Regions from separate parts of the Mus musculus genome. Here region 1 is linked to region 2. Evidence: chromatin contacts called from public Hi-C data. All regions are on one chromosome and are shown on one strand. The core of a region is the stretch at or near the end of the contact, and the rest is flanking DNA. Distances in the headings are between cores, read along the strand shown. Region 1 overlaps Gm32511 (predicted gene, 32511). Region 2 has its middle 6.5 kb from the start of Adam10.

The links. A called contact is a pair of places that touch in the nucleus more often than the background predicts.
Region 1: a contact with region 2 is called in a Hi-C map of the G1E-ER4 cell line, with 4 times the contacts expected there. The contact joins two enhancer-like sites. A contact is called at or near these places in 6 of 39 promoter capture datasets (the C10 cell line, the HPC-7 cell line, HPC-7-derived erythroid cells and 4 more), 2 of 15 datasets of contacts at CTCF or cohesin (large pre-B cells and stem cell-derived epiblast-like cells), 16 of 484 Hi-C or Micro-C datasets (the AML12 cell line, B cells, the Ba/F3 cell line and 7 more), 12 of 115 datasets of contacts at active chromatin or transcription factors (bone marrow-derived dendritic cells, bone marrow-derived macrophages, embryonic forebrain and 5 more) and 1 of 9 other capture datasets (macrophages).

What each region holds. Positions count from the first base shown.
Region 1 is chr9:71,186,585-71,190,196 of GRCm38.p6, reverse strand. All of the region lies in intron 5 of Gm32511 (predicted gene, 32511), which reads right to left. Among named protein-coding and RNA genes, the nearest start is that of Gm32511, 20 kb to the right of the region's middle. Within about 2 kb of position 1,401, at least 19 of the 459 cell types and tissues checked have an H3K27ac peak or open chromatin away from gene starts, as enhancers often do. A contact at or near this core is called in the Ba/F3 cell line, the G1E-ER4 cell line, the HPC-7 cell line and 1 more, where this site is marked.
Region 2 is chr9:70,670,924-70,674,122 of GRCm38.p6, reverse strand. No RefSeq gene overlaps it. Among named protein-coding and RNA genes, the nearest start is that of Adam10, 6.5 kb to the left of the region's middle. Within about 2 kb of position 1,747, at least 96 of the 459 cell types and tissues checked have an H3K27ac peak or open chromatin away from gene starts, as enhancers often do. A contact at or near this core is called in the Ba/F3 cell line, the G1E-ER4 cell line, the HPC-7 cell line and 1 more, where this site is marked.

The DNA of each region.
Region 1 (3,612 bases), core at 152-2,651, 520 kb before region 2:
TGGACCATGTAGAGACTGCCATATCCAGGGATCCACCCCATAATCAGCTTCCAAATGCTGACACCATTGCATACACTAGCAAGATTTTACTGAAAGGACCCAGATGTAGCTGTCTCTTGTGAGACTATGCCGGGGCCTAGCAAACACAGAAGTGGATGCTCACAGTCAGCTAATGGATGGATCACAGGGCTCCCAATGGAGGAGCTAGAGAAAGTACCCAAGGAGCTAAAGGGATCTTCAACCCTATAGGCGGAACAACATTATGAACTAACCAGTACCCCTGAGCTCTTGACTCTAGCTGCATATGTATCAAAAGATGGCCTAGTCGGCCATCACTGGAAAGAGAGGCCCATTGGACACGCAGACTTTGTGTGCCCCGGTACAGGGGAACGCCAGGGCCAAAGGGGGGGAGTGGGTGGGTAGGGGAGTGGGGGTGGGTGGGTAAGGGGGACTTTTGGTATAGCATTGGAAATGTAAATGAGCTAAATCCCTAATAAAAAAAAAATGAAAAAAAAAAAATAAAAATAAAAAAAAAAAAAAAAAAAAAAAAAGAGCAATAAGCACTTTTAACCACTGAGTTATCTTTCCAGCCTCTGTTCTTTAATTCTTGAACATATCATTTGAACCCCTACCATTTTCAAAAGCCATTTCTTCTCTGAATGCTTGTTTTATTGAACTTATAATTTAACCAAGTTTTTGCAGTTTTTTTCTTTTGTTGACAATCACACACGTGAACATGTTGGTCACACCCACACCCCCTTTACTAAGTTCCGCTTGAAGCAGCCATGAGTTAGCTTCTCTGACTGACTGTACCTTCTTCTGAAAAGATTTACCCTTAGATCCTTGACCGCTGGGGTGTAAAAGTGACCTCAGAGCTGCAGTTGACCTCTTTTTTGATGTTTCTTCACCCTTGCCACCTCAGTGCAAGAAATTGCATTTAACCCATGTTTTGCAAAAACGGTCCACACGGGGGCGAGAGAGAGCTTGCCTGAGGTCGAATGCAGCTTTACAGAGGCCGGGTTGTTCTCTCCCCAGAAATATCATTTAGTTGTAGACAGAATAATAGTCCTAGAAATACCCCTATCTACCCTATCTAATCTCCTAATTTGTAAGTATTTTACCTCGCATGGCAAAAGGGGGCTTTGCTGATGTGATTAAAGTAAAGCTCCTGAGGTGGAGAAAGTGCCTGAAGCACCCAGCAGGGCTCTTAGAAGATCCTCATGAGGGAATGAGGACGGGGTGGGGGTAGGGGGTAGGAGAGGGGTGAGGGGGCTGATGATAAGAGCAGATCTTGCAGCCATGTGCTTTGAAGATGGAGGGAGGAACCAAGAGTCAGAGAAGGCAAGTGGCTTCCAGCAGCTGAAGAGGCGAAGGAATACAGTGTTCCTTGGGTCCACCAGAGGGAGTAAGGCTCTGTAGAAACCAAAGTGTATGAGAGCAGCAAGAACGGTAGGTAGGCACACAGCTGCACCTCCGTCTCTTACACACCGAATAGTGTTGATGAGAATTTTTAGGCAGGGTTCCCTGCTCTATAAAGTGAGCTACAGAGAAGTAGGGCAGGGCTGGGTGCTATTCTGGGATGCCCCAGACTCACTCAAAGTCTTCTGTATGTTTTCTCCCTTAGCATTTAAAGCATAAGGTTATGCTTTTTCCTCTGACTTGTCACTATTGAATATTTTACCCTCCGTCTAATTTTTCTTCATGTCATAAGGTATTGGAAGATTTAATGACATAATTTCTCAAGCTACTCTATTTACCTACACTGACCACACTAGGCTCAGTTTACTGCACTGCTTTGCTTCTGTAACCCTACTCTAAACAGAGACATGAGCCAAATCAACCAGTAGTGGGGAGCTGAGAGGGGGACTGGCAGTGAGAGGCATTGGATGCAGGGTAATTCTGGACATCACGTCTTGAGACGGTATGGAGAAAGAAGCTGGAGTGAGACAAAACCATCAGAAGACTCAATCGTCCAAGTAGGAAAGTGGAGAAGCCTGGGTTTAATCCTTCACAATGGAGCTAGAGAGAGTAGGACAGATTTTAGACAAATAAAGGATGCACACACCACACTCCACAGGCACTATTAAAAATAATAAAAATAAATCTTTGTATTGAAAAATTTAAAAGTGTAAGAAAATGTATGCCTCTTAAGTGAAAGTAATGTTAAAAAACAAAACAAAAACAAAAACAAAAACAAAAACAAAAACAAAACAAACAAACAAAAAGGCCGGGCATGGTCCTTAGGACTTTTGTGTAAGAATGTGACCACAGTATTACAGAAGTAAGAAGTAGAGGATATAAATGATACTGATAAAAAAAGAAAATAGTGGGTATTCTTTAGCGGAGGTGGCTCTCTGTGTTGCCTTGGCTGCCTAGAACTCAGAGATCTGTCTGTCTCTGCCTCTTGAGATGAAAGACAGACATCTACCATCATGCCCACCCAACTCAAGAATTAGAATAAGAAGGAATCAAGAGTACAGGAAATAGCAATGACTCAGCAAAGTCAGTCCTTTTCCCTGTCACAGAGAGGTGGGTAAGGAAAGGGGATACGGGGGGAAAACCCTACGCAAAATACTATTTCTAGAGAAAAGATACATGCAGTTAAGACCAAAAGGAGAAGTGGAGGAGGAGACGGTGGAAGGGCTTCCTGTCAATCACAAACTCTACTGGAGTTTCTGAAGCGGAACTTGTGAGAACTCGCCTGAGCACTTTGATCAATGTCATTCCCAATACCGGGGAAGAAGAAACTATGTAATGAATGTATTTCCAACTCAACATAAACAGACGCAGCACCCTCTTCTCTGTGAATAAGCATTCTTCCCTCGTTAAATATTCCTATATTGGGTTTGGAAAGATGGCTCAGTGGTTATGAGCACTGACTGCTATTCCAGAGAACCCAAGTTTGATTCTCAGCACCAAGCAGAGGCTCTAGTTCCAGGGAACTTGATGTCCTCTCTTGCCTCTGCAAGCATTGCATATATGGGATACACAAATACACATGAAGGCTAATACCCATACACATAAAAAGAAATTAATATTTGTAGTAGGACTTGGGAAGTAGAATGATTATATCTAGAGCAAACATTAGAATGAAGTGGTTGCTTTTCACTGTTTCTAGTGAATACATCAGAATGAGTAGTTTTATACAAGTATTTTGATTGTGAAGAAGTCATTGTAGAAAACTGTGATTGTTTTCTGTTATCTATAGAGCTGTTTTTCTAAAGGAGCCTTACAGCCTTTGCATCATGACTTTGGTCACAAGATGGTCCGGGAACAACCTGGAATGCCTTGCATTATTGGGTACTGCAAATAGTGGGCAATAAGGGTAAAGAAAGCTACAGGGGTGTCTTTCCTTCACAAAGCACACAGATCAGATTAGGGACTTTGGTATGAGGAACTTGTCCCCCCTGCAAAAACAAAACAAAACAAAACACTTTCGTTGAACAGTAAACAGATATGCTTTTTGCATGGTGATTCAAGATTCAGTCCACAAAGGCTGGATTTCCCTGCTGTCACCAAGGCCCTAATCCACCCTTGATTGGTCCTCTTTCTTTGATCAACCCATGAGACTCAACACTGACAAATATTAATATTTTCTATATTGCTCCTCCT
Region 2 (3,199 bases), core at 498-2,997:
TTTTCTTCCCTGGAAATGCAACTCAGTGGAGATTTGTCTGGGGTACATGAGATCCTAAGTTCAATTTAGCACCAGTGGTGGTGGAGGAGTTAGTAAAATAGAAGGAAACAAGGGCAAAATCAGAGTAACAGGAGCTGACATTTGTAAGGAAATGGAAGTTGAAATAACTTAAGTAATCCACCCTAAGTCAGAAACCTGAGTGGCAGAGCCAACCGCCAAGGTTCAATTTGTCTGGAGAACAGGCTGGCTTTAATCAGCGCAATGTGCCGCCGTTCAACAACAGTTAGTTTCCCAAACACACACCACTTCCCACTTCAACACCTTTGCACATGTTCTACCCTCCAGAAGGAGTGTCTCTCCCACATGTTCTACAGAATGAGGCTCAGTGATTCATTTCTCAATACACTTTTTTGGTTAGAATTTTACTTTTCATGTAAAAGAAGAATTAGGGGGAATGCATTAAATACACTTTTAGAGACTAATGAAATATGCTATTTACAACTACAGGCATTTAAAAGTACCAGTGTCTGAGCTGGGGATATAGATCAACCGCAGAGGTGACAGTACTTGCCTAGCACACATAAGAATTCCCAACACTGGGGTGGGGGTGGGGACTGGGTATCCATTTCCTTTAAAATGCACGGAGACAGAATGGAGATATGGTGTACTGGCTGGGTTTTGAGTCAGCTTGACACAAGCTAAGGTCCTTTTGGAAGAAGGAACAAGCTTATGGTATATTTTCTTGATGGAGGATTGATATGGGAGGGCCCAGCTGAGTTGGTCACACCACCCCAGGCTTGGAGTCCCTGGATTTTTTTCAGAGGGCTAGCTGAGTAAGCCATGGGAAAAGCAATCCAGTAAGCAGAGCTCTTCCTCTGCATCAGCTCCTGCGTCCAGGTTCTTCCCCTGAGTTCATCCAGTAATGAACTGTGGTGTGAACGTATAAGTGAAATAGACCTTTTCCTCCCGAGCTGCCTATGGGCATGGTGTATTATCACAGCAATAGAAACCCTATGCCTAAGGCTTCTTCCCTCTTCTCAAATCCTTATTAACTTCTCTACTAGAAAGAATTACCATCTATATACCTCTAATATAGACTTACAAAATTGTAATGTTTATTTAAATACTTAGCCCTGGTTACTATAGGAACCTAGTGGATTTGATCCCCAAACTGAAAAAAAAATCAAATATTCTCATACTCTCTCCTCTCCCCACCCCCCCACCCCGCCCGAGCCACACCCCTCAGTCCTACTTCTTAGCTTTGAAGGACCACAAACATGGCTCTAAACAAAATGCTTATTTATGTAGTGTTTGTGTGTGTGTGTGTGTGTGTGTGTGTGTGTGTGTGTGTGTGTGTGTGAGTGAACTCAGGGGCTGTCACATCTAGCCAAGCATTTGTAATACTGAATTATAACCACGTTCTCCCTAATTCTCAAAGACAAGTGTGACTCACATATTATAGGAGTTTTAGAAAGAGCCACACAGTACAGTATATCCATGTCCAACACAAACTTACTAAAGTTCAATACGAATATAGGCTAAATTTGAGTACTCTATTCAAAAACTAGAAACAATATCTTCCTGTCTAAACTTCTAGTAGCTTACTGAAAAATTTAAAGCCTCCACAGGCACACCTCATCCATCTGTGGGCCTCTCTTTCCTCTCCATTCAGTTAAACTGGTCTGTCTAGTCTTGAAAACGTCTTGCACTTTTCTGCCAACTTGTTTTCTGTCTTTGTTTCCTTTCCCCTTTTCACAGCTTTAACCCAGCCTCTCAAGGTCAGGGCACAGGCTGACGGCTCAGAAACCATGTTAGACACAGGCGCCTTTCCTTTGATTTGAAGTGATTTTTTAAAAAAATTTTCCTTATTCATTCATATCCAACAGTTAGGAGCTTTCAAGGCACAGCCATGGCTCTGTGTAGCTGTAGATGCTTCTGCTTTGCTTGTCAGGAACTGAGGAAAGACTGCCCTCTTTGGACTGGGCTTGACGTCTGTCACTCTGGAACTCAGTTTTCCCGTCAGTAAATTGCCTGTGTGACCTTTGTTTCAGAAACTAGACCAACTTCCAATAGTCCTTGAAGATTTTGCTTACACTTCTCTGGCTCCAGTAATCTCGATCACATTTTATCCCAAAACACCTTTTATTTTTAGCCTTCTGTTACAATTAAGCATGCGTTACTTCCTGGAAACTCTCGTGTTCTTACCGTGGCAGCTGACATCAACAGGACCAAGACCCTGAAGGCAAAGGCAGAGGACCAGAAAACCTACAGAATGGCAATGATCATGGTTGTGAAACTCTACAAACGTTTATTCTGTTACTAGGACAGATACCCACAGATTATCAAATAATAGCCCTGATATGTTAATATACACTTTAATATACACAATCTTGTTTATTCACTGCAACAATGCTGTGAGATAGATGTAATCCATTTTATAGACAGGAAGATGTACCAGGTGTGATAGTTCATTTTCAGAGTTGACTTAACTTGATTTGAAGTCATCTAGGAGACAAGTCTTGGTGTGTCTGCGATGATGTTTCCAGAGAGGGTTAACTGAGGAAGGAAGTGTGGGCTGGGGCCCCATGGCCTGGGGTCCAGACTGAATAAAAGGGGGGCGAGGAGGAAGCGGCAGCACTACCTCTCTCTGCTTCCTGACTAAGGGCATCACGTGACCAGCCACCTGTTCCTGCTGCCCTGCCTTCCTCCCCATGATAGGCTGTACCTCTCATACCATGAACCGAAATAAATCTTTCTTTCCCTAAGTCGCTTCTTGCCAGGTATCTGGTCACAGCAATGAGAAAAGAGAGTAAGGAGTACAGTAAGCTTCTAACTTAAGGGGTGTGTGTGTGTGTGTGTGTGTGTGTGTGTGTGTGTAACCTGCAAACTAAAACACAACAACATCCAGCTAGGCTGATGTAGCCCCAAGCCTACACATCTTAATGAAGTTCTGTACAATTAGAGTAGCCATTTTAAAGCTGTTGACCTTTGCTTTGGCTTATATACTATCAATTATATTTTATCCACTTGCTGGGCAGTGGTGGCACCCACCTTTAATCCCAGCATTCAGGAGGCAGAGGCAAGTGGATCTCTGTGAGTTCCAGGCCAACCTGGTCTACAGAACAAGTTCAGGGACAACCAGAACTATACAAAGAAACCATGTTTCCAAAAAAAAAAAAAAAAAAAAAAATCGACTTTT